2 separate regions of the Xenopus tropicalis genome follow, and region 2 is linked to region 1. A link is a contact called in public Hi-C data. All regions are on one chromosome and are shown on one strand. Each heading gives the region's core, a stretch centred on a gene start, on an enhancer-like site or on the middle of the called end of the contact. The rest is flanking DNA. Distances are from core to core; before and after follow the strand shown. Region 1 holds the start of pts (6-pyruvoyl tetrahydrobiopterin synthase). Region 2 holds the start of LOC100487884 (PRKC apoptosis WT1 regulator protein).

What was found. Hi-C and Micro-C count contacts between places; a contact is called where the count stands out from the background.
Region 2: a Hi-C map of tailbud embryo shows a contact between it and region 1, with 3 times the contacts expected there. The contact joins the promoter of LOC100487884 here to the promoter of pts in region 1. A contact is called at or near these places in 2 of 5 Hi-C or Micro-C datasets (neurula embryo and tailbud embryo).

The regions. Positions count from the first base shown.
Region 1 is chr4:23,969,078-23,971,807 of UCB_Xtro_10.0, forward strand. pts (6-pyruvoyl tetrahydrobiopterin synthase) reads left to right here and starts at 1,400. Exons shown (of 6, transcript XM_002937651.4): 1 at 1,400-1,575. The coding sequence starts at 1,418.
Region 2 is chr4:24,113,295-24,116,024 of UCB_Xtro_10.0, forward strand. LOC100487884 (PRKC apoptosis WT1 regulator protein) reads left to right here and starts at 1,383. Exons shown (of 7, transcript XM_031900557.1): 1 at 1,383-1,710.

The DNA.
Region 1 (2,730 bases), core at 150-2,649:
ACTGCAACTAAACTGGTAAAGGGGATGGAAGATTTAAGCTATGAGGTGAGACTGTCAGGGTTGGGGTTGTTTTCTCTGGAAAAGAGGCGCTTGCGAGGGGACATGATTACTCTGTACAAGTACATTAGAGAGGATTATAGGCAGATGGGGGTGTTTTCCCATAAAAGCGATCAGCGCACCAGAGGCCCCCCCTTTAGATTAGAGGAACAGAGCTTCCATTTGAAGCAGCATAGGTGGTTTTTCACAGTGAGGGCAATGATGTGGTAATGGAAGATTCTGTTAATGCCTATAAGAGGGGCCTGGATGAGTTTTTGAACAAGCATAGTATCCAAGGCTATTATGATACTTATATCTACAGTTAGTGTTAGTGGTTGTATATATAGTTTATGTATGTGATAGTAAAGACTGGCAGGTATAGGTTGTGTGTGCTGGGTTTACTTGATGGACTTGATGGTCTTTTTTTCAACTCTATGTAACTATATTTCTTGCTCTATAACCCTTCAAAACTAAACAAGATGGCAGAGAATATTATTACATGATGCCACAGAGACTAAAGCTTGTATCTTCCAGTGCTGGGGCTCTAGACTTGATTCCAAAGACTGCATTTTATGTTGCCACTATAAAGTGCCAATAGTTGTGGGTGACTCTCCATTCTCGGTAAAATTACATCGGAGGGGAAAAAAAAGCCTTGTCTGACTTTAGCCTGTGGTAAAAATGTCTATGGAACACCCATAGGCACAGAAATGGAGAGGCCAGGGGACCATGGGCAACCAAACTGTTTATTTTTTCCCCCAAACCTTGGTGGTGCAGCAGCGGAGCACTGGTTGGACTGAACCTTATTAGAGCAAAAAGTACAGAGAATATAAACAGAAAAATAATAATTTGCATTTGCAATTACAAATAACGTTAAACCCACTGAACATTAAAAGAAATGTTAAATGTTTTTAAAGAATATATATTGGAAATATAGTCCTATTAAGGGTATAACTGTTGGTCATATTTTTCATCCATTTACATTACATTTATGTATGTTTAATCTGACACTTAGCTGGCCAAATTGCCAGTTTGTCAAGATCCTGCTGCAAGGATGCCACATCCTGGATGGAATTTATTGGGCTACATAATTTTGTAGCATCTGTAAACACTAATACATACTTTCTATTTTCCAGAGAACGTATCTGCCAGCATGTATTACACCAGCCACAGAATGCAGTGAGTTAACTTGCCCAATCCATATTATTGTAATCGTACTACAAGCATAAAGGGAGAAAAAAGGCTTAGAATTTCCATAGGAGTATCACATGACACCAGTAAGCCGAGCTTGGAGCCTGCTTGTGTCAATAAGGAAGCCGATGTCCCAGCCAATCAGAATCCTACTTTCTAAGCCTGCCCTCGGGGGCTGCTGATCAAAGAGCAGATGAGCAGTGTGTGTAGCACAGACACAGAGGGTAGTGGTTTGGCTGCCGCTAATATTCTCAATATGCAGAACTGTGACTTAATTACATCTCATCCAGTGCCTCGCATCATCCAGATTTCACGCGGTTTGTCTTTCAGTGCAAGTCATCGTCTTCACAGGTAAGAGTAAGGGCTAAATTCCCCTGATTTTGTAGGGTGATTGACAAAACGCATTTTACACGTCGGATATAGTGGCACGGGTCAAAATATAAAAGGACTGAAACAGAAATCTTATGTGTAAACCGCATGAAAGATTTGCGATCAGACGCGATGCACCTGTCAGATGGAAATGCTGCCGGCTGCGTCTGCATCCACTGAGATAAAATCTGATGGTGTCTGCCAGACTTTTTGTTCTCATTGAAATACATTGACTGCCAGATGTAGATGCATGAATAAAACCCACCATCCAATTTTATCTGATCCGACTTTACATTACAGCCTATGGAGATGAGATTTTGTATGGTCTGTTGAATGGTGTCGTACGACAAGATCAGATAAAATCTGACCCACAAATTATGAGCAAAATCTCCTGTAGAGTTTAGCCCTTTCAGCTACAACAGCCATTTATTAGCTAATGAGATTACCCCTTTAGTTGTGTTGCTTAGTAACAAAAAAATAAAAAACCCTACAGCAGTTGGGTGGATGGATCATGGATGACATTTTGGTATAATTGGTTCACAAGTGACATTCTGAGGGCATTCACGCATTTTAAAAACATCCCAGCTCCAATACCATCCCAGCTATTAAAGTCGATCTAAATCTCTATTGGTTAAACATTGGAATCATGTACTCATACCAAATTGCCTTCTCCTACATTTTGCCGCTATTATGTGATTCAGATGTTTTTACAGGAGGAGGTTGACTTCAATACGGTGGTATATCTGTATGTTTTTTCTTGCACGTGCTAGAGGAGATTTACTACAGGCAACAACATTTCCAATTTGCCGTCACCCTAAAGGTGGCCCATGGGCCGACTACCCAAACAATATGAATGTCAGAAAGTGAAGGGGAGCCATAGTGATGCAGCTCTTCACTTCCTTTCAGCCGACAGGAGTAATAATCTCTACTATACCAGCCAATCACAGGAGTATCAGTCTGAACAGCCGCCATACATGCCCAGGTGGTTGGGCAGAATGGCCTGAATCAGCCAAACTACCTGAACATTTCAGGGCATTTGTGGCCTGTTCTGAAGGACAACATCTTCTTTATGACTAGAGATGCTGGAAACTGTAATACAACTATAGCAGTGCTGTGTTCTATAACGCGATCTTTGTA
Region 2 (2,730 bases), core at 133-2,632, 140 kb after region 1:
TTGTTACTTCTCCACCTTAACCCAATATGGTTCAGCATTACACAGGCGCCCCCTGCTGCCTTCCCCAAGTTATGGCTCTGCGGAAACTGACACCATTCTGTACTCCATTGCCGTTGTCTCCAACTCCCATTATTGTTGTCTGTTTAACATATTCTAATGTATAAAAAGCCTGTAGTCACACTGACACAATCTGGCTTTGCTGTAAATGGGACACGTACTCACTTGCAGAATATCATTTAAAATTGCAGAACTTTGCAATACATGAATATTGTTTATTTTCTTTTTTCTCTAATAATAGTCATAGTTTGACACTGCTAATATCCTAAAGGCATAACAAGAGTGCCTACTACTGTTCAGTAATGGACAGATGGCTACTGATGCAGAAAGCATCTCTTGCAGCTTCTCTGCTCGATTCTATTGCTCAGTGGGCATCAGTAATTTAAGCTGGCCATATACCTATCGATCGTTTGGAGAGGTTACCAAATGAGCAGATCTTTCCCCAACATGCTCACCTTGAGCTGAACAATACAGGGATGATCCGATCCTTTGGCTCTTAGGCCCATGATTGGATCATATTGGCCACCGATGTTCCTGATGGGAAAATCAAACCTGCCCAACTGATATCTGCTGAATGTCTTAAGGTGGCCATACACGTTAAAATCCGCTCTACCTACGGGTGGGCGATATCGGGTGAATTTAGGCTAATTCGGTCATTTGGCACTGGGGCCAAACAGTCAAATTAGAGCGCCGGTAATAGGCACAGTCCCCGATCCGACTAAATTTTTTAACCTGCCTGATCGAGATCTGGTTGATTTCAGGCCAGATGTTGGTCGGCAGACCCATCGTTTGTGCCCCTACACGGTCTGATAAGGTCTAAGGGACCCATATCTGCAGCTACAATCACCCCGTGTATGGGGACCTTTAGCTGCAAAACCCAGTCCATATTATTTACTGACATGCAAACCAATCAGGTTTATTTTCCTCATTCTATCCACGCTTCATGGATGAAAGTTAATTTCTGATTGGCTGCTGTGAATTCTGCACTGATGTCGACTTGCCAAGTGTTATAAATAAGCCTCCCTATCAGCTTTTGAGATTCCATTTGGCATGTCGGAATCTTTGTTTCCTCTCTTTTTCACCCTCCATGCACTTGGTGGCTTCTGGTAACCGCAATGAGTTTTTTTATTTTTTATAACGGGATGGGGGGGCGGCAAAACAATCTGATCTAAAATTAACCAGCCTTCCCACAGAGCAATCTCCCATTTGTACTAGAGGAAATGATTCAGTGCATTTGGATGCAATGTATGCCAAGTCTGAGGCACGTTCCTATATAAGGACTCTAGGGTGCAAAGGAGGGGGGCAGAGGACCTGACAGGCTCCTCCTGTCAAGATCAGAGGTTTCAGCTTCTTTGGGAAGCACTGTACCATCTACACAGCTGCGGGCAGGGGGTCTCACTCCTCCCCCCCCCCCCCGGGGAGTTTCCACTCTACAGGCGGAAGCTGAGGGATCCTTTATCCATCAAGGAGGTATCAGATGTGGGGGTCATGGCCCCATCACTGAACCTATTTTATCTGTTCTGTGTCACCAACCTCTCTGCACCAACTCTGTTAGTATCTAGATTGTGGCACCAAACTTCTGCCTGTAGCTGCTGCACCATCAGTCACCCACTCTGCACGCTTGTACCGCTCCCTGCCTGTACTACCTTACATGTAAGTATATGGCGTCTGCTACCTGCACCCCTAAACTCACCTCTCCGCCACTATAGCTGCCTCTCTGCCTGCTCGAATCTTTACCAGTCCTTTAGCTGTGCATTATTACACTATGTGTTCTGCCTGCTTTCATCCCATAATGGCACACAGAAAGGGGCATTTACAGGGACCCCAGATGCAAGAACACTAAGGGGTGCAAAAGTGCTATGTTTTCTATATACAGGGGGCCCACAAGGGGGTTGTCATGGGCCAGCAATGCATGCGAAATTGAGGCTGACCATTAGAAAAATTTAGAGGGGGCCCACAAAGTTACACCACTGCCTGTCTGTATCACCTCCCACAGGGAAGGTAGTTAATAGAAGGCTTCATTATGGCCTGCATCCTAAATGGCATGTCTGAATGACGTGCAAGTTATGGGATGAGTAGGGGGGGCAGGATGCCTCCCGCCACTGTTGTAGAAACAAATCTCCCCCCATGGAAACAGTGCTGCCTGCATTAGCCAGTGTTCTGGAGTGGTTGGTGGGGGGGGGGGGCTCCTAAATTGAGTGCACCCTGCTCTGCACTAGATGTATGATCAGTGGAGATCAAATTGTCACAGCCCATCTGTCACTGCTCCTAATGCTATTGAATGATAGGCACCCTACTGGACGACATGGAGCAGTGTGGCGGGTCACCTGTCATTGCTCCGAGTGTGGCAGTGCCATGACTGATAGTAGAACTATACAATCACTGTATCTGTATGTAAGAAGCACTATGTGTCTCTACAGATACTCCACTCCCTATACCTGTATCTCTGCAGCCATTCCTGTCTTAGCTATCTTAGCTATTCCAACTGTACCCCTGTAAAGCAAATAGGGCAATGCCAAAACAGGAGCAAAATATGGTTCAGTTCTACTGTCCCACAGCAACCAATAAGATATTTACTTTCTAACAGCAGGTGGCTGCTTGCCTCTTTTATTAAATGGGATCCCCACCCAAAATGCTTTTTGCATTATAGAAATACAATTTTTAGCAACATGC